Linked DNA regions of Pan troglodytes: region 1 is linked to region 2. A link is a contact called in public capture Hi-C data. All regions are on one chromosome and are shown on one strand. The core of a region is the stretch at or near the end of the contact, and the rest is flanking DNA. Distances in the headings are between cores, read along the strand shown. Region 1 has its middle 4.8 kb from the start of NOS2. Region 2 has its middle 81 kb from the start of TMEM97.

What was found. Capture Hi-C pulls out chosen DNA fragments and counts their contacts.
Region 1: a contact with region 2 is called in a capture Hi-C map of stem cell-derived neural stem cells, with 5 times the contacts expected there. The contact joins two enhancer-like sites. A contact is called at or near these places in 2 of 7 Hi-C or Micro-C datasets (induced pluripotent stem cells and stem cell-derived neural progenitor cells) and 1 of 1 other capture datasets (stem cell-derived neural stem cells).

What each region holds. Positions count from the first base shown.
Region 1 is chr19:39,777,822-39,781,617 of NHGRI_mPanTro3-v2.0_pri, forward strand. No RefSeq gene overlaps it. Among named protein-coding and RNA genes, the nearest start is that of NOS2, 4.8 kb to the right of the region's middle. Within about 2 kb of position 1,775, at least 2 of the 24 cell types and tissues checked have an H3K27ac peak or open chromatin away from gene starts, as enhancers often do. A contact at or near this core is called in stem cell-derived neural stem cells, where this site is marked.
Region 2 is chr19:39,345,040-39,348,679 of NHGRI_mPanTro3-v2.0_pri, forward strand. No RefSeq gene overlaps it. Among named protein-coding and RNA genes, the nearest start is that of TMEM97, 81 kb to the left of the region's middle. Within about 2 kb of position 2,357, at least 1 of the 24 cell types and tissues checked has an H3K27ac peak or open chromatin away from gene starts, as enhancers often do. A contact at or near this core is called in stem cell-derived neural stem cells, where this site is marked.

The sequences.
Region 1 (3,796 bases), core at 525-3,024, 430 kb after region 2:
TCTTAATTCCTCAGCTCAAGTGATCCTCCCACCTCAGTTAGTAGCTAGGTCTACAGGTGCTTGTCACGATGCCCAGCTAAATAAATCCTTTTTTTTGAAACAGGGTCTCACTTTGTTGCCCAGGCTGGAGTGCAATGGTACAATCACAGCTCACTGCAGCATCGACCTTCTGGTCTCAAGCGATCCTCCCACCCCAGCCTCTCGAGTAGCTGGGACTGCAGGTGTTCACCACCACACCTGGCTAATTTTTGTAATTTTTGTATTTTTTGCACAGACAGGGTTTTGCCATGTTGGCAAGGCTGGTCTCAAACTCCTGGGCTCAAGCAATCCTCCCATCTTAGCCTCCCAAAATGCTAGAATTTACAGGCATGAGCTACCACACCTGGCCAAAAAATTCTTAATACACTTTTTTTTTTTTGTCCACGTAATGGTACACTATAAAGCTGGCCCGGTGTGCCTTTCTCTATGCTGATCACTTGGGTTGTTTCTGACTCTCGTAGAGAACGATGCTCCAGACATCTCTGTGCACACAGTGGCCAGGCTCTGCAGAAGTTGCCAGTCGTTGCTACATTCTGCCTTTCAGGGGCACTCTGGTGGGGAAGATAACTTTTCCAAGAGCATCAGAGACCAGATATGTATGAGGTGGGGAGACTCAGAAAGCCCAGATACCACAGCTGGAAAGGCCTCAGAGACCCTTAACTGAGGAAAGGGAGGCCCGGAGGGCTTATGTGGCCTAACCAAAGATGCAGCGCTTCTTAGGGAAGGATACAAGAGGGTGGGCTTAGCTGAAGCTCTTGGCATTTAGAACTTCTTGGATCAGCATCCAGCACCCTCAGAGGCTGTACCTGGGGAGAAGGTACCTCTCTTCCTCCATTTGACCTAATTCTAAACCCCCTGTAGCAGTGACGTCTGTCTTCGTCTCATTCCAGTGCACTTTGTGAATTCTAGAGGGCTTTCCCAGAACCAAGGAAGGCTGCTCTGCCCACAGCAGGCCTTGGGAATTTAACCTCCCTGGGAGCAGCCTCAATGAGTGATGCTCTGGAACTGCTGGGTCAGTAGCCCAGCCCCTGGCCCCTTGGGTGGGATCATTTGAAGCCCTGTGTTCTGCACCATTTTTCAAGTTCCCTGGTGGGGCTGAGTCTAGTTGCAAATCGTGAAAGCTGACCTATAGTACTTTTACCAGCTGCCTCCCTTTCTCTGTCTCACTTCCTCATTCCCCTCCTGATGTCCCCTGCACTTCCCAGATACACTACTTGCCCCTGAATCTTGCCCCTTGAACCATCACACCCTGGGACTACCCCAGGTGCCACTCTGTTTGTTGTTTCTCAACCTAGAAGGACAGGCACCCAGGAAGCAAAACGGGAGGGCAGGGAAGGGAGGATGTTCTGGGGAGACTTGACAAGAAATGAGGCTTTTAAAAGAAACACCAGCAAAGTGCCAGGCCTACACCAGCCAGCTTGAGTCACACTCCAGGGACTCAGCAAAGCTTGTCCACCTTCCTGGTCCACCCTGGGCCTGTCCACCCTGGAGTGACCACCGGGCATTTCCAGTAAAAATCCCTTCACTTCACTTCCGTCATCTCCAAGTCAGGCAAGGTGGTGGAAACCTGGGAAGACCTCAGCTTCGGAGCTGCTGGAATTTGTGTGACTCACGCCCTCCAGTGGTCACTTGACAAATGACATAGGGCTCAGGGTCTGGGGACTTGAGCTTGTTAGGGCCTCAGAACCCGGAGGGTCCCAGGAATGCCTCTTCTCAATGCCATCCTTTGACAGCTGAGCGGAGTGAAGGCCCCACAGGACATGTGACTCGCCACGGGACATGCACACACACAAATAGAGAGTAAGAGCCACACCCCTGTATTTCCTTCACGTCCCACCTTTATCATTTGTGTCACATCTGCATGCACCTATACTGTTATTTGCTTAAACATTTTACCTTAAACTGGCTCTTTTTAAACCTGAAATATATTTCTAAAATAAAATTTTTATCACTTTCTGTGAGGTGGGGCACACAGTAGGAACTCCGTCTCCTCCTTCCATGGCCTTGCACAGAGCTGGCACCAGACACTGACATGGAGGGGAGAACATTCAACCCCAGGTAATCCTCAGCTCCTACCTTGATCTCAGTTTCCCACTCTCTCATTGTCACCTCTCCTTGCCCCTGGGTGTACTCACCTGTAGCAAAATGGGTAAGCACACAGTGGGCGCACAAGTGGGGTCCAGTCAAGGTCTCAGACCTGGGTCAGTCCTCAGCTTTGCCACTTACAAACTGAGTGACATTGAGCTGGTCGCTCAAACTTTCTGTGTCTCGGTTTCCTTATTGGTGAATTGGGGATAGTATTATAATAGTACCTGCCACACAACGTTGTTGGAGGATTAACTGAGATAATAAATGGAAAGCCCAGGGCCTGGCTGTATTTATGGAGCAAGCACCAGAGCAAGTGCAAGTTGGGATTCCAGGGTTGTAGCCCTGCCACCACCTGACTGTGTGGTCTTGGACAAGTCATTTGGCTTTGCTTAGCCTCAATTTCCCCATCTATAAAATGGGGCTAGTGATCATTCCCACCCCACAGGACTGTTGTGTGGATTAAATGCTTGGTATGTTTAAGTGCCTTGCTCGGTAAACGTTAGCTCTGATCAATTGTTTTTGTAGAAAAGTCTTCAAAGTTGCTAACTTCCGAGGGCTAACTGGATCTGAACCATCTTCACAGCCTGGCATAGAAACAGATCAAATCAATCCAGTGGAAAATCAATTCCAGGATAATGAGCCCAAGACATTCCCGTGCTGATTGCTGTCAGCATGGTGCCTAGGACAGCCTGGGAAGGCAGGGAGGAGGGCATTTCTCCACAGCAGCCTCGGAACCTCTATCGCCACCCTCCGGGGGGCCCACCTGTCCCCCGCCTGCCCTTCAAGGTGCTCTTTGATTTCTCCCCAGCAGAATTCACCTGCTGCATCCATCATCAGAAGAGGCCAGGAATGCGGCCTGCTGGGTGGGCAGGGCCAAGAAGAAGGCAGCCGTGCAGGCCCAGGAAGCCGTAGGAGACTTGCCAACCTCCAGTAGGGGGCCAGCCCTGGACCCTGCAGACAGGCGCTCTGGGGAGGGTACCAGAAGCTCACTGTTTGTCCCGGCTTGAAGACTGTTTGCTGTGTGACCTTGGTGAGTCTCCTAACCTCTCTGTATCATCACAATCATTATCACTATTTTTACTTTCCTCCTCTTCCTATTTGCCGGTTAAGAGAGGATTGGGATAGTGGTCATGGTTATACAACATTGTGAATATTCTAAAAACCATTGCATTTTACACTTTAAAATAGTTAATTGGTAATTTTATGTTATGTGAAATTTATTCCAATTAAAAATTAAAAATACATACATGAATTTAATGTTACAAAGGGAGAGAGAGGACCGGGAATTTAAAAGCAGGTGTTTGTGGTGGGACGGGGACCTGTCTGAGGAAGGATACTTCAGAAGGCAAGTCCTGGTATCCACTTGCTCTTTGTCAAAAGGGAAACTGTTACTCTCTGACTCCCAGCAAGGATAATAAATTCTTACTTGGCTGACTTTTTGCTCAATGGCTCAAAGCATTTTCTTGTATCTCGTTTATTTACTTTTATTTTTATCACCTTTTGTCACGAGAAAAGTCAGGCCCAGAGAGAAGTGGCTTTTCCAAGATCACATGGTGGGTCAGCAGTGAAGCTGTGCCTCGAACCTGGGACCTTTCAGGTTAAAGGAAACCAGAACGTGCCACGCCCAGATATGCCGATATGGCATCCTGATTATCTCCAGCTGAAGGCA
Region 2 (3,640 bases), core at 1,107-3,606:
TTCCTTCTCCAGGCTGGGGCTTGGCCTCCAGACGCCTGGCCCTCCACCAACCCTTTTATGTTGAGAGGGGCCTCAACCCTTCCTCATCCCCCTCAGCGAAAACAATAAAGACAAATCTCTGTTGCTTCAGTGACTTCTGTGGGCCGGGGAGGGACCAGTCCTTCGACGGGGAGGGGGAACCCTGGAGTTCCTGCTGTGGGAGAAAAAGACCTCAGCTGCTGGGTGGAAGGGTCCTCCCCTCACTCCCCCAGCAACCTTCCCCCACCTCACCCCACACACCACCACCAGCGTAGGGGAGACTCCAACGCAGAGGGAGGGCAGAGGTGAGAGAAGCGGGAACCTCAAAGGAGAGCTTCAGCTAGACACACCCCCAGTCCCACCTCACCCAAGTTTCTACCAAACAGCCCAGCTTGGGCTGTCAGAGTTGGCACAGCAACAAGAAGAGGTGCCTTTGCCCCTTACCGTGCAGAGTATAGGGGGCCGCCTTTGCCTCCTGGACTTCTAAGCTCTTCTGGGGTGAGCAGAGCAGGGGAAGGGGTGGACCTGGCCAGGGCCTGTCCCTGAGAAGCTGGGTGTGAGGGTGGCTCTCTCTCCTGGGGGCTCCCTTGGCCATCAGAGAGGCTTGGTGGGGGCAGAGCCCCCTGCCCTGATCCTACTCTCAGACCCAGGTATGTCTCCAGGTTGCGAACTCCTGGCTCTAGGAAGTATCCACACCTCTCCCCATTCTCACCCCATCCCCTTAAGCTGCCAGAGAAAATGCTGGGACTTCAGGCTCCCTTATTCAGACTCAAACTGTTCTCTTGCTGAAGCCATCTCTCTATCCAGACACCCCTTGGATTTAAGAATCAACCTGAGGTCGGGCATGGTGACTCACACCTGTAATCCGAGCACTTTGGGAGGCTGAGGTGAGCAGATTATTTGAGCTCAGGAGTTTGAGACCAGGCTGGGCAACATACCAAGACCCTGTCTGTACAAAAATAAAAAAATTAGCTGGACATGGTGGCATGTGCCTGTAGTTTCAGCTACTTCGGAGGCTGAGGCAGGAGGATCGCCTGAGTCCAGGACGTCAAGGCTACGGTGAGCTGTGCTCCTGCCACTGCACTCCAGCCTGGGTGACAGAGCAACACCTGTCTCCAAAAACAAAAAATCAATCTGAGCCAAGCAGCTGCATCCTCTTAAAGCTCTTTGCCTTTTAGGACCTGGTTCTACTTCCAGGTCATTTGCACACACCAGAGTGAGTCAGGACTTGAGGGGAAACACAATCGTGGAGTCACTTCCATGGGGTCTGTGCAAGGTGCTGAGCTGAGCTCAGGAAAGTGGACCCCTCATCCTCCAAACCCATAACCCCATCCCTTCAGGCCAAGCATGTGGGGGAGGCAGGAGAAGCCATTCTAGGAACCAGACACATTCTAGTTTCCTCACTTCTCCCCTTTACACATACGCACACACGCGCGCTCTGTCCCCACCTATTCAGGATGACTGAGAAGGGCCAGGAAGAGACAGGTGCACTGGGACTCCGGGCAGTCCTCCCTGGGGCAGGATCCAGGTCCTTGCCTTCCCAGAGCTGGAGTGTGGAATCCACAGATTGGATTCATGGCAGTGGCTGGAACTCTCAGCTAATCTAGCCTCCTCCCTTTCCATAGCAGCTTGAATACCTCCTGTGCCCAGGATTTCACTACCTCTCCGGACAGCCCATTCTCTCCAAATTTCTGGACGGCAGCTCAGGCCCCTGGATGCAGCCATGACTGCCATAGCACCAGAATTGTGCCTCCATGCTGGGCTGATGCCCCTGCCCCCATGCCAAGGATGCTTTAGTATACCTTTTGGTGCTCCTGCTGCCTCAGCCACAGGAAAGCACTGGTGCACTTGGGGCAGGGTTGTCATGGGGCTGGGTCGGGAGGGTCTACAGGTGCTGAACTGGGAAGATTCAAGCTCAAGACTGCCACTTCACCGATTGCCGAATGACCACAGAGGAGTCCCTGCCTTCCTCTGGCCACAACTTGTCCCTCTGTGGAGAGGATGAGCTGAGTGACTGATGACCTCATGGACGTTCTAGATGATTTACAAGCACAGCCTGCTTTCCTTGTTGCCTCCGCCCTGCCCTCCCCTTTCCATGCATTTGGCTCTTCCTGCTGCCCCCCACCAGGGGTCCACAGAGACACAGAGATAAGCTGTGCTTTGACTTGCTTTATTGAGCCTGTGCAGGAACAGGGAGCGAGCTTTGGCCAGAGCCAACAGTGTGGAGGGGAGAGCTGGGCTGGCACTGCCTGTGGAGTGGTAGGGGGCAGGAGGTAGTGTTACAAGTCCAGCGGGCTCAGCTCTCTGTGAGGACAGAGTGGAACATGGCAGTGTGGGGGGCAGGCCTCGTGCATCAGGAGGCCTCAGGCCAGCCCTGGGCTCCTGTTCTCCCTCTTCCACCCCCCACCACACCTTTTCAAGCCCTGATTCAGTCCCACCATCCCCATTTCAGCCCCAGGGAGCTGGACAGACAGGGTAGGGAGTCGAACTCACCTGGGGGCAGCAGCATGGGAGGGCCCCACTCTGAGAAGGCCAGCGTGTCCTCTTTGTCTCTTTCCCCATACCTGGAAGCACTGTGCCCAGGTGCCAGCCCACCGGTTTCATATCTGCCTGTAGGCACCCTCTTGCCCAGGGCACATGGGCCCAGGCCTGGTCAGCACAGATGCTCTGTTTCCCCAAGAGTGGCCTGGAAGGGGCTGGGACTGGGGCTGGAGATGGGGCTTGGGCTGGGGATAGGGTGTGGCCAGGAATGTGGAGTGGGCCCAGGGTCCCAGGGGCTGGGATCTCTCTCCCTGTCCATGGCACATGCCTAGGCTTGGTCAGCATGTTGATGTATCTACGGAGCTCAGCTGTGCACTGGGCCATCTGCTCCGGTGTGGTATTGTCCCCTGGGTACAATGGCTCCAGCGGGGCTCCCCGGGCACCCAGCAGTGGCCACAGCAACAGAGCCACACAGGTGGACAGGAGCAGCAGGGAGAGGCAGCGGCATGCGGCAGCCATCTGAGGAGCAAGCAGAGGGGAGGTGGAGGTGGAAGAGCCCATGCTGCAGATTTTCCTATGCCCTGGAAGCAGGGCCCATCTACCCAGCCCCTTAGCCCATCATCCATTTCTCCAAGCCTGGGGACGAGAGGGCAGAGAAAAGGGCCACTCCGAGCTGACCACTCCACCTCCTAGACAGTGTGCTGGAGGCACGGACAGCCTGTCCTGTGAGCAGCCCAGCAGCCAGGGCCTTGCAAGTTAGAGAAGTGTAGCACAGAAAATGGAGACATGAGTCCTGGAGACACATGTCTCATGACATCCAGGTCCTCATGGCTCTGAGGCAGCAGTAGCTACTGGGAAATAAGGGCACACCAGGTCACCCACAGGGTGTGGGACATGGAATGAACTGGGGAAGCAAAGGACAGAAATCCACGGCCTTGTGGGTCTGGCCCTCCACCCAACAGTAGAGACAGATATGGGTTCTGGAGAAGACATCCTGCACAGACCGTGTCATCCTGCACAGACCGGCACAGCCACTCACACAGGGACACATTCCAGTTCACAGCTATGCACACGAGTGTGCACACACACTTGCAGTCATCAGATGGCTCTCCTAGTGTGACAGGTGTGTCCAGATGCAGAG